2 separate regions of the Drosophila melanogaster genome follow, and region 2 is linked to region 1. A link is a contact called in public Hi-C data. All regions are on one chromosome and are shown on one strand. The core of a region is the stretch at or near the end of the contact, and the rest is flanking DNA. Distances in the headings are between cores, read along the strand shown. Region 1 holds the start of CG13004. Region 2 holds the start of RhoGAP15B (Rho GTPase activating protein at 15B).

Region 1 (6,773 bases), core at 2,619-5,118:
AGTACGAATAGCAAAATGATTGCCTAAAAATACAAATTAGCTGTCAGCGACGCCCACAAATACTGGGAAAATCGACTGAAGGGAAGGGCCGAAAGAAAATGCTGGCAAAACTCTAAATCGCGGACAGTACAGATATACCATATAGCATATAGTTTAGGCAAAATAACCGGCAATTACAAATAAAACATTACTACTACTGGCTGAGCTTGACTTTGAAAAGAGGGACTTTGGATCGCGATTCGAGCGTCAGCAGTGGCCCAGAAACCCAATTGGAGTACAAATCAGCCAAGTGCAGAGATCACCAGAACATTTATCGGTTCCATATGCCATATATTTACTTACATATGTGGTATGTATGTACATATATGTATCATATTTCTGCTGACTCGACTTTAGTTGCTTTCGAGGGAGCTGCACTTTCGATTCCCGCTAAATTCGCATTTAAAGTTATGCTCTTAAGGCCTTGAATGTATTTATTTCGATACTGGGTTCTCCAGTTTTCCAGATTTTACAAAGAATTAGCCTAGACACGAAAAACAATAACAAGGCCGTAAAAGTATACGATTCCCAGTAGACGGGTGAATTTCCCTATTTGTTTTCTGGAGCACATGCGTCATATGTATGTCCATATATATATATATACCCTATGATTCAGCCCAGCTAGATGGAATTATATGCATATACATATGTACATATATAGAGATTTGGCGAATCTGCAGTTCGCCTCGAATCTTCTGGGGCTTATCAACTCCCGATAAGGGGAATATTGCAGCTCTAGTGCCACAAAAGATATATTAGATGTGGCAATAGAACTATGCACATACTTGGTGGGGATTTTGTGCACCGACCAGATTTCCGATTAGTTGCCAGGGAAAAATGATATACAGCTGTTTGTAAGCAAAAATAATGCACTTAATGGGGGTAGATTTTCATCGGATTACATTGGATATCATGTTGATTGTGCATGGCACAGGCAGATACATTGGTACCATGTTTATATGGACTTCTCCGAATTTACTAGCTGGCTGAAGTAATATGTAATAGTACTTATAGATACATATTATTGAAGGTGACATTCAAATGCCACAGTCAATTTCCAATCAATTGCTCTGCAGCTAAATTATTCCTAATCTTGAAAATGCCAGCTATTTTATGTTATTTATTAACACCACACCAATTTTCCCCTTTTTTCTAAAACGCCTTAAAAACGTTATGAAACCGCCAAGGAAGACGACTACTATAGTTGGACGGGCAAAGTTGCGTTTGTGGCTCAGATCAATGCACAATTTAATTAAAATTCCTTGGCCGCCATTCCCGACCTCCCTCACCATTATCCGTTGTGTGGCAATCTATATGGCACAAACAGACACAACATAGCATAGCACAACAATTTCCTTAATTGCCGCGACAAGAAAATCATAAAACTAAAGCAGAAAATGAAAAAGAAAAACTTGACGAAACTGACGCCCACAAAAAGCGAGGCAACCGATTCTTGGGAATTGTCTGGCCCACTTTGCAAGGGAGCCTGAATCGGATCGGATATAGTACCAGACGCAGCACAGCACAGGGCAATTAACTAGGAATTTGAGCTCTACAAAATTATTATTGAACCTAAGACTCAGCTATACTTCATAAAGTTGAACAAGATTGTTGAAAAATCCCATAACTCTTTTTGCTCTTTTCATTACATAATTGGTAAGCGCATGGGAAAATCTAGATACTGTATCTATTCGCCTAACCACCACTATGTTGCACATCTGTATCTTTAAGTGCTTTACATGAAGCAAAACCAAATGAATCGATGACGTTGCCATGGAGTGGCAATGTATAATGTATTAATTGATCAGATCGCCGAGTGTCGCTTAATTGTGAATGGGGGAGAATTTGTTGCCCGATGCCTTTTGATTGACTTGATGGGCGGGAAGAAGCCTAGCGGGCGCAGAGGGGGCGGGGACTCGTGACCCCCTGTGAAGTGAAAGCTTGGCCAGAAAAAACCGAAAAAAAAAGATTCCTCCACTTGTTCAGCTCGCTTCTTCACTTCTCTATTTCCTGTTTGGTCACGTAGTCAAGTTTTTGACAATAATTGGTGGCCATCGTATATAGGAATAAAAAGTGCCTCGGCTCGTTCTGCTAGTTCTACTTTTATTGTTTGTATTTTTTTTTTTTTTTCACATGCTGGACTGCGCAAGAAGTGGCTATATACAACGATACTATATATAGAAACTAATGATGAAAACATTTAATTTCTGTTGCCTGCTATCAATAAATTTTATTTATCCGCTGTTGCTCTTGACGAATCTTCTCACTCGTTGGTGAAACAAAAACATTTCGAAGTGTGGAAACACTTTGTTTACTTTTTTTTTCTTCCCAAGGAAGGGGATTTCAAAATAAATGGCTTTGTTCTAGCTGCTGATAAGCATTGAAACTGAAAACACCTGTTTTCCAAGCGAAGGGATAGCTCAAAAAGAATTTTTTTTTTTTTGTTGCCAATTTGCATGGTCCACAAAGAGAAGAAAAAGAAGAGCAATGCGAATATGCACACCAGCTGTCTGCCATCCCTTTCACTCCACTGGCTTTTGCCACTTTGTGCATTTTATTTATAGAATTAGAAATCGGGGGGTTACTTGGGGTAAACATGTTTGTCGGCATTTGTTACACTTCGGAAAAGCGACCCACTTGGAAAAGCCTATTTGGGAAAGTTGTGACCTCCATGGTATATAAACGTAGTTTGTAGAATGCTAAATAATGATTGAAATTATGATTATTCTAGGGGAACATCATCTTTGACTAAAAAGCTTTTTTACTTTATGGTAACGCTTTTATATCAAAAAATCTATATTCATGTGCATATACGATCTTTTTTATAAGATTAAAGCATTGTTGTTACAATATTATCGCCTTTTATTACTAGCTTAACTAAACCTTTAGTAGCATATAGGAATTTCTTTGTGTGTACTCACTCGAAAATGCTTTTTGGCCGCCGTGGATCTTCCTCTCTCTTTCTGCTCTCTATCTCACGCACTCTTTTGCTCGTTTCGTTTTTGCAATTCTTCGATTGAATTCTCTTCCTCACATTTGAGGAGCACAAAAAGCCAAACAATAAAAAAAAAAAAACAAACAAAAAGCACTGAAATTCTGTTTTTCCTTCTTTTGTTTTATATTAGCAATTATGCACGCGTTTCAATTGTTTTTCGTGGGGGGATTTTTTGTTTTAAAATTTATTTTTGTTTTGTTTTGTTATGTTGTGATTATTTTGCGGTTGCAAATGAGATCTCGAGATCGTTGGCACAAATAATTGCAGCAAGTTGAATGGACTTCTTTGGGGGGAATTTCGTCTTGGATTGGAATTATCGGTGCTGGCTTTGGGTATACTCGTAGTGCTCCTTCCTGAAGTTTGGATCCTCGCCGCTCTCACAGAAAATCCAGCGCCTGTGCACCATTACAACAAATCTTGGATCGATTCTCTCTCCTTCGCGCAGGATTCGTAATAAAGGATTTGGTTTTGTTTTGGTTTCGGATTAGGATTCGGATTCGGAGACACCACCACCCTCGGATTCCTTTTTTGCCCACTCACTGAACTTTGGAATTGTGGAACACAACGATGCTACTACTACGGACGACCGGTCTACGAGCAGGAACTGCGTTCATATACACATCTTCGATCTCGATCTCGACGTGGAATCTCGATGTCGATGTTGGGTATATAGAAATGGATGTTTGTTATTTTCTGTTTTTCCGTCTTCTGTTCGATGGCCCCCCGCTTCCTCTGTTCGACGGTCTTTATTCGGTAGGGTCTTTATGCTTTTCTTTTCTGAACGGCCTGAGAATTTCGAACCAGAGGCGAAGAATGCTGAGAAGCGACTGGCAGATTGCAAACATCGCTGCCAGCGCCTCGCTTTCCGCTGCCGACGTCGACTGAGGCGGCGGCGTTTGTTATTGCTTTTGTTGCGGCTCGCGAAGATGCTCTCCACTCTCCGCTCTCCAATCTTCGCACCAGAGATGTTGCAACTGCTCGGGAAAAAATATATGTAGTCAATGTAACTGCAAATATAATTTAAAAGATCAAATTATGATACAATTTTTATATGAATATTTCTTATAAACTGAACTTTATGTGACTTTGCAATTGTATTTAAGTGGAGAATCCTTAAAAAACTTTATTTTACTATACTATAGATTGGATTTTTTTTAAATTTAATTATAAGCTTGCATGTATTGCTGAAGATTGCCACACTTTATCGACTTCTTTCTTTAAATACTTTTACAAGACCTTGACGGAAGAAAAGCTAGCAGCGCTGCAAAAATTATCAAACTGCTTAACTTCACGAATATGCTAAGAAAAAGTTTAAAAACTGCCCAAAAACAGAAAGTTATTTTTTAAAACATAACCTAAATGAATTAAATTAAAATATTTTTTAAGTCTTTATTGTTTATTTTAGACACAAAAAAAAGAATTATTTATTGATCATAAAACTTTTCTGTTCAAAATCACAGTGATCGCGTTAGCATCTCTAGGAACATTCGTAGAACTAGTTTGGTTCTCTCATCCTCTCGCAGCTACAATGTGAGCTGTATGAATCGTGACGCGAGTGCCAGTTGAAGACTGTCTTCGCAATTCTTCGCTCCGCCGCTCTCTCTACTGCTGCTGCTCGTTCGCTCATTCTCGATTCTGCGCTCGAGTGCCTGGTGATAAGAGATGCCGTTATCTGATTGCCAATGTGACACATTGAGGCGGCGATGGGCCAACGCTTGTTGTTGTTGTCGCAGCTTTACGATCTGCACACGCACACACAAAAGCACTGATAAGAGTAGACACCTCTTCTGCCGCCTGTCTTTCCACCTTCTGTCTGGAGTCTTCTGCTCTTTCTTCGGTCTTGCGACTTCTGCACGCTTATCTTCCTGCTCCTTTATCTTTATTCGCACATTCTTGGCCTGGCAAGTGGTGAAATCTTCACTTACTGGTATTTATTTGTGTCTTTTCGGATAGTTGGCTCTCAGAAATGTTTATGGGGCTTACCTTGGTCGTGAGCCATTGGATTTAGGATCTCAGCGGGGAGTTTCGGGAATTCACTAAGATGTGAGAAGAGATTACAGATTTTGCGAAGCAGCAGAAGCCACTGCATTAGAAGTTATAAAGTGGTAAATGAAAATATTTTTTTTTATACGAGTACAGCAGATAAAAAAGATTATGCCATAAAAACTATAAGATAAAGGAATCATTTTGCGTATCATTCTGCGTTTGCTTCATGCGTTAAGCAGTAGTTTCATTTAAAAATAGTTCGTTTATAAAAAAAAGATATAGCAGGAATTAAATCTTTACGGTTTGATTTGCAATATTGAGCTAAAACAAGAAGGTACGTCCTAAAGTAGGCTTGACTGTACATTACCTTTTGCCTTATCGGACTAATTTTTTGATCCGTAAAAATTGAACAATAAAACCCGATTGCGTCATCCAAATATTGTTTTCTGTTGTATTGTATTGTACGAGTATTTAATTTAAAATAAATGTGGGTCAATGGATTATCAATGCCCCGAATGAGGCGTCGAATAGACACGATTAGCCTGGATACGAAGCACCGGGTACCGTTACACCGATTAGATTATATCATATATGTATGTATGCCCATAGGATAGTTCAATGAACAGATGAAAACCAGTGCAATGACTCGAGATGATCACTCTTTTTTTTTTTTAGGTACGCAGATATATGGATTTCCAGAGAGAACGGGACTTAGAGAGGCAAAGTCCCATTTAAGGTTTTATAGCGAAAACGTGATCGGGCTGCTCTCTAAAAAAAAAAGAAATCCCCTCTCGCTCCCACCACATTTGCCCGTAGCATCGCCTTTGGGAAAAACTTGTACAAAATGCCGGTCACGTCGCATGCTGCTGTATCTGTATCTGCGTATCTTTTCCTGCATCTCAACTTCACTGCCATTCGCAAGTATCTGTATCTTGGCCAAAAGCCCTGCCAAAGAAAATTAGATAAGTCGCATCCCCCGGATAAAACTTGGCCACATTCGGTTCCAGTTTGAGACTCATACTCATATTCCGGGAGACAAATTGATAGCGGGGCAGCAAAGCTTTATGGCTTATGGGACGGGAAGTCGTTGTTGCTTAGGCTTATCTCGAGACCTCGCGGGTAATAATACAAAAAAATATAAATAAAAAAATGTATAAACAGAGGTAAACATCTGACAGTCGGAGCAGGGTGTGGGTGGTGTCGCTATCGCCATTTGATTTGGGTTCGGCATGGCCGTATGCCAACGGAAACTCTGATTTTAATTCGGGGCTTCTCCCCATTTTCAACGGAACCACCTACTTTTATAACTACTCGTGTAAAATTCCAACGTGGAAAACAACTCACTGAATGCTATAGTCGAGTTCCCCGACTATCAGATACCCGTTACTCAGCTAGTGATTACGAACTCGAAATTTAATCATTTTACTTAAGTTTGTGTTTTCGTTAGTGTTGTGTCACAATTAAATTAATTTATTTTCTATTTTTGTTTTTTGTTGCTTAAATTGCGCTTTTATTTATTTACTTCAGTTTTTTTTTTATTTTTCTTGCTGAACAATTTACAATAAACGCTGCCATTTGTTGAGTTTTTCTTGTAGTTTTCCTTGCTGGTTTAAGTTTATTTAATACTTACTGATTTTTATTTTCATGTTGCTCGTACTGTTTTTTTTTTTTAATTTTCTTTCTGCTGGCTAAACCTAAAAAGTTGTTTTGCTGTTGCTTGTTGTGTACACGTACATATATCGAATATTTTTTG
Region 2 (6,773 bases), core at 2,881-5,380, 110 kb after region 1:
CGTCCGAAATGGTGCCGTTGAAATACAGGAAGCTGCCCCAGAAGGCGCAGTAGATGATCACGGCGGTGGTTAGCTTAAAGGTCCTTTCACCGGGGCTTCCCCTGCGCGGCGGAGTCCTGCGCCACTGCTTGGACAAGCCGTCGAAGGTCAGTGCCGCCACGAGACCAGTGAGCAGCAGGGAGTAGGTCTCGTCATATATCAAATACCTGGCCGGATACGCCAGATAGGCGGCCACCAGGCAGTGCCACCATACACCCTGCTCCCGGCCAATGTTGCCCACCAGCCAAACGCCCAGCGAAACAAACAGCGGAATCGTCCAGTGTAGGAAGCTCAGATCCCAGCCACCGACCAGGGTCTCCGGAATGGCCATGGAGCACACCTGGCCGAACAGATGGCCGATCATCACCTGGCCCACGAATCTCTTCGAGGAGTACGGCGGTTTCGGATACGCCTGCAGCTTGGCCACGAACATCTTGACGAACTTGGGATCCTCGTTGGCATCCCGTACATATTCGGGTATCAGGAAGAGCTCGCCCATCCAGCCAATGCCCATGTAGCCACCCAGGGTGCACCACCAAATGAAGGCGTGGCGGTCACGGTGCAAGTACAGATGATGCAGGCCGAAGATTCCGCCGAAAAGCCAGCATAGATAGGCAATGACCACCGATTTCTGGGGCGGCAGAGCGTTCATCTCCTTGCTTTTGGTCTTGCCTTGCGCGTGGCCATTGGACTTAGCCTTCGAGGGAGATCCTTTGGAGGTATCGTTGGTCTTATCCTTTCCAGCCACTGGAGATACTGTCTGCGTGGTGCCCATGGTGTTCCAATCGGATTACTGCAAGGGAAGGGGGCAAAATTGTTATGATAAACGGAATAATTCGGAAGTAGTTTTACTAACAATATTATGGAAAGAGGACAACTTTTAAAAAACAACATAACATAATAAACATATGTATATTGGTAGTACAACATTAACGATTATTCAAAAAATTGCAATTATGAAATAATTAATTAGCTTAATATATTAGCGTAATATATGTTGAAATAGTGGCACGCTGAGCAATAACATAACAAGCATATCTAATATACAACACATAACAATATATTAAAATATATATGAATATTTTAAGTAAAGTAACACGATTTGATGTAGCACATTTAACTGATTGAAGATAAGCTTTACGTATTTTAAATCAACGAATAAAGAACGGTGGCCTATAAAGAAAACTCTTATGAAGACTACATACAGCAAAGAGTTTCGAGGATATATAATTAATTTATTGTTATTATTTTAGTTCCAGTCTTTAAACATCACTTTTTGGGCCACTTTCCGTGAAAGATACTTACCCACTTGCGATCGACCTCGATTTCTTGTGAAATTGTCGCTGCGCAGGCGCAACTTCTTGGCCACGACTGTGCGAAGAATTGGAGAAAGAGAGGCGGAGAAAGACGCGGCGCAGAACTTTCTCTTTTCACAAATTCTACGCACGCAGCGACAACAAGAACAAAAACGACAAACTGATCCACAAAAACAAAAAAAAAAAAGAAAACCAAGTGCACTGATGCGTTCAATTTGAACTGGTTGTTGCTATGTTTCACTAAAATTGCAATTGAAACAATTTGAAACAATACGAATTTGTTGTTTTGCGGGCTGGATTAAAAAATTGAATAAAAATCCGAACTTTTTGCTCGGCTTAAGCTAGGTGTGACCAAGTGCAGGGACAGGCCAAAATACCATGGATCTAAATTTTAGTACGTTGTATATCTACAATACTCTTTAGTTCACAAACGATGTATGGCAAATGTAAAATGTATAAAATATAATGCAAGTATATAAACATCAGTTATAGTTATTGTATTAAAATACACACATATAAAATCAAATCCAATAATCCAAATAATTTAATCTATAACCAAAAGAACCCATTTAAAAATGAAATATTTTTATTGATATTTGTGTTTTTTTTTTGCTGCTTAAATATAACATAGTTGCATATTTAGCATGGCTTACATGTATAAACAAAATTTTTGTTCTCGATAATTTGACACGTTATTTGAGCTTTTAAAAAATACTTAGCCTATGATTATAGTTAAAATAAAAATCAAATTCATTGAGTTTACCAACTAAAATTGTTATGAGAATTTGTTAGCGGCCGGCGTGTCATGAATAATTTCTTCATCGATTTTCAAATACACTAGTAATGTATAAAATATTAATGCAAGTATTTGACATTCTTTTAAATCTTCTCCGATAATCATGAGCACACCCGCCTTGCGTCGTTGTAATACTTTTCATTGGGATTAATAATAAATAGATGAGGCAAAAAAAAAAAAACGCATTCGATTTAGTGCGCTGAGTTTCCGGAACCAGCTCCGGACTTAAGATGAGTGTAGTTGCTGGTCTGGAGCGGTGGCCACTTAGTTGTTCTTCTTCTTGGGCTTCTTCGGATTGCGGGAGCGCGACTTGGCCTTGCAGAGCGGACAGATGGGCGCGTTCCGGTGGATCTGCTGGTGGCAGGACAGACAGGACTTCATGGGCGGCGGCTGCTGGCGGAGATTCACATTGAAGTCGGAGCGGAACGAGGGATGGTGGCCGATGCCGATCGAAGGCGATTGCTGCAGTCGATTGCTGGGCGGCGGCGGTGGCGGTGGTGCTGAGAAGTCACCCTTGCCCAGACGCACTGCAGCAGCAGCGGCGGCGGCAGCAGCACTGCCTGCTCCCGGCGGTGCGGGTGGCATGAAGGCGTGTCCAGGATTGCCGCCACCACCGCCTCCGCCGCCCACAGATCCTCCGCCACCGCCTGCAGCGCCGCCACCACCAACGCCGCCCTGTCCGCCGCCAGAAGGCAGCGCGGTGACCGTGGCCTCCGGCATCAGAGGATGCCGGGCATGCGGACGGGCCAACGACGAGTTCTGATTAACCGAGGCCGCCGCCGCAGCTGCAGCAGCTGCTGCTGCCGCCGACTGGGCGGCCACCTTAAGGAAGTTGGTCTGGAAGCGATCCTTCGAAATGGGACTGCCCTCCTCCTCGTGCAGATCTCGCAGCGGGCTTAGTCCGAGATAGTCGCGGCGCATGTGATCAATCTGGTACTTCAGGGCCAGGTACTCCTCGTACACCCGGTTGGCCATGTCGAAGGAGCGGGTCTGGTTCTCCTTCGTCTGCTTGATGATGTTCTCCATGTCGTTGATGTCCGCGTGGATCTGGCGCAGCTCTTCCACGTGCGACATCTTCTCCTCGAGCAGGTGCTCCATCTCCTTGCGGTACTCCTCCAGGCACTTCTCCTCGTCGTCGCTCAGCTTCACCTCCTTGATGATCCGCACTTTGAGCTTCTCCAGCGACAGCGTCTTGTCCCTGATGTCCTTGATGGCCTCCAGTTTGGCGTAGTAGTGCCGCTCATTGGAGCTCGAGATCTCGCTGGTGGCCATTGTAGATCCAAAACGATCCGTGTGGTATAATATGTGTATTTTCGAAAGACTCTCGAGTGTTTTCTGTATGGCCCCCTCCACTGGGCGAATGTTTATTTTGCACTTTTTCACTAGCCTAATAGTTCGATGTCGGATTTTCCGGCCGATTCTTAAGCATCTGATATGGATGATCGCGTCTTTTGGGATAATCCTTTGGAATGGCGCACTTTTAATTGATTTTTTCTTTATTTATTTGATTTTTTCTCTGCTAATGCTAATACCATTTTTTTCTGGTATACAATGCAGTGTTACCAGAGCGTGGAAGTAATTTTTACATTTAATCACGACCAGCCGATTATTTGCTATCGATAGCTGGCAGTGCGGTATATATCGTTTTTTAAATAGAAAACAAATTCCTTCCAATTCCAATTCCTTATACGTACAAATTTACTTAAATGATTACACTATAGTTAAAGTGCTTTACTGATTTTACCGTGGGCGCTGCTTTAAAATTTAAAAATCCGGTAAATTCCAGTTGCTGTGGCAAAAAACTTAAATCTGGCATTCATGCCGAGATAATATTCAGTTAACTATTGATATAAAATGTTTCAGTTATATGGAAAGAACGTTAGTATTAAAATTTACATTATTACATATAACTAAAATTAATAACTTGTATCCTAGCTACTAGTTTAGTAACTAGTTTTGCCGGCATTCGCTGTCTTTCCGCCAACGGTCACACTAGGCGCGCCCCGTTATATTACATTATGCATTTGTATTCTTCGATCGGTCGCAGATCGTTCGGATCGGAAAATCCGGTTCGGAAAGCGGGCATTGGGGACAAAAACAAAGAATCTTGTTCTGGTCATGACTTTTCCATCCGCGAATTGTCAACTTCTGTTTAGCGAATAGTTGTTGTTCCCTTTTGGAGACAACAACAAAAAAAGACATCGATCGCGCGAGAGAGAGAGACAGATGCAAACAATGCGTACGCGCGCGTATGTGTGTGTGAAACATTCCGCAAGTGATTCATTCCGCAAGAATAATAAATAAATAAACAAATATTAGTAAACTGGGCCGAAATGTTTGTGGAAATGTGTCAACTAGTTGCGGCAGTAAAATATCAGTGCAATATCGATATGTGTGGGAAATCAGCTTAGCAATTTAGCAGAGACTTTGCTTTTCGCCCACCGCTCTCTCCCTCTCTCTCACACTCTTTGTTTTCGTTTTTTATTGTTGTGCTCTGGTTGTGTTTGTGTGTGTTGTGAATATAAAACGAAGTTAAGTTGACCACGCAGAAACTGCATACGAAATTTTTAACAAGGAAAAAGCGAAAGGTAAAAGCGATTTTTATTATTTTTATTTGAAAGCCGCAGTTTCTTTGCGATCTCTTTTTCTGCGGGCTTCGATTTTCAATGGTCTCTTCTCTCTTCAATGCGTTCTAATCAATCCGTGTTTACATACGGGCTGTGTGTCTGTGTTAGTTGGCTGATAATTTTTAGTGACAGCTATGTGCCAAATAATAGTAATATCTACAATAAATCAAATATAAATAATGCGAAATACGGCAATATTGATAACATTGTGAATTTTAATCATTATACTTTGAAATGTTTAAAAACATTTCGTTAGTATATGTTTATATATTTGTATTATATTTTAATTTAGTGTTTTTGCCACCTATGCGTTTTATGCAATATAATGATATTTTTTCCTAAATTTATAAAACCACTATGGCTGTGTACACATTTGTATGTATGATAATTTTTGACACACATATATTTCGCTTCTAACTGCTTATCGCTCCCATTTAGCGATAGACTGTGCGAGCGGGACAGGTGTCACCTGTTGCGCTTCTTCGCTCCATCTCTCCACCGCTCTTCCCTCTCTCTCTCTCTCTTTCCATCGTTTGACACATTTTGTTGCTGTTCTTAATTGTTTGGCAATTAAGTCAATTATAAACATATTAAGACAGCCGACACACATTCTCCGATTGGATGCGCTTTTCCCTTTGACTTTCGCAGAAGAATCAATAACCAAATTAATCGATCAATCCAGGCGATAAGTCCGAAAATTGGGCTAAATAAATAAAAGCCTCTCAAGATCTTTTAGTTATGGTAATAAATAAAGTACACTATGCATAAGTTCGTTGGGGTACGTGAAATACAACAAACTCGTGAGTTGACAAATATTTGGATTTTTAGAGCCTAATGTATCTATGATCCGTAAACATTATGATTACTAAAAGATAATGTTAGCTGCTCACTCTATGTGCATTATATTTATATTAAATGGGAAGAGCTGTAATCTATCATCTCTTACTTATTTTAATAGCTTTTTCTTGTTTACAATTGGAACACATCAAGTGAACTAAAGGTTTGTCAAAACAATATGGTAAATGACCATAAATCTGTAACCCTTCAGTAGGTACACCTAAAGATTCTTATTTAAACGTATTTCGTTGGCAAAAAGAGTTACAGATGAACGGCATAGCTGCACGCTTAGTATTCTCCTCGCGATAGTCCAGGTAATCAAGTGTCTGGGATTTCCTTTACCCTCTAACGATCGCTTTGTGGATTCTTCTTTTTCTACCTGTCTTCTCGTTTCTCTGTGTATAAATCAAATCACAAATCGATGGCAACTTACATACGACAAAAAATGCTGTCAAACAACTTGGAAATCGAGTCGCAAGTCGCGAGATCGCTTAACCCAACACTGCCCCCCTCTGGCTCTCCGATTCTTCGCACTCCCTGGTCTTATATAATTGGGGCCATGGAAGCGTTAAGTCGAGTGTGGAACTATCTGTGCCCATTTCCTCCAGTTCAGTTTCAGTTTTTGTACATTTTGCACCATGAATACGATCCCGGAATGAGGGACGAACAGTTAACTCAGCTTATTTTTACTGTCGCCGCTCTTATCGCGCTTATAAACATAAACAAAAACAAAGCTCAAACACAGTCTGTGAATCAGAATCAGAGAATACGTATATATACACAGGGAAAATATCATTCTCTATATCTGTTTCTGTACTTGCAACTTCAGTTATTGCAATATTATCCCAAGTACTATCAAAACTCTTATCAATTTAATTATCAAACACTCTGAGAATAGTACACAGTCGTTGACATGCAAACTAGATGCACGTTTTTTTTTTCGCAGTGCACTATCATATAGCCATTGCACTTGGTCCATGGAAACTGCTGTAATTAGCAAAATAACAATGCAACGAAAGAAGAAAAGCATAAAAACGCAAGGGGAGAACGCAAGTGATTCATGCGAATAAATAAATGACTATCCAATTGCAAATGCGCATGAATGCATCACTTTATTTGCATGCAAACATATAAATATGAATTAAGTCCAAGCGTTTT

The links. Hi-C and Micro-C count contacts between places; a contact is called where the count stands out from the background.
Region 2: a contact with region 1 is called in a Hi-C map of the Kc167 cell line, with 3 times the contacts expected there. The contact joins the promoter of RhoGAP15B here to the promoter of CG13004 in region 1. A contact is called at or near these places in 6 of 107 Hi-C or Micro-C datasets (the Kc167 cell line, the OSC cell line, the S2 cell line and 1 more).

Annotation. Positions count from the first base shown.
Region 1 is chrX:16,831,652-16,838,424 of dm6, forward strand. It overlaps CG13004, which reads right to left and starts at 3,869. Exons shown (of 4, transcript NM_001258792.2): 1 at 2,961-3,869. CG46306 reads right to left here and starts at 3,869. Exons shown (of 3, transcript NM_001347784.1): 1 at 2,961-3,869. The coding sequence starts at 3,440. The coding sequence ends at 3,348. RSG7 (Regulator of G-protein signaling 7) reads right to left here. Exons shown (of 7, transcript NM_001258793.3): 7 at 6,522-6,773.
Region 2 is chrX:16,939,160-16,945,932 of dm6, forward strand. It overlaps RhoGAP15B (Rho GTPase activating protein at 15B), which reads left to right and starts at 4,131. Exons shown (of 9, transcript NM_132955.4): 1 at 4,131-4,739. CG13001 reads right to left here and starts at 3,712. Exons shown (of 1, transcript NM_132953.3): 1 at 1,927-3,712. The coding sequence starts at 3,423. The coding sequence ends at 2,416. It overlaps wus (wurst), which reads right to left and starts at 1,714. Exons shown (of 2, transcript NM_001298426.1): 1 at 1,345-1,714; 2 at 1-832. The coding sequence starts at 814.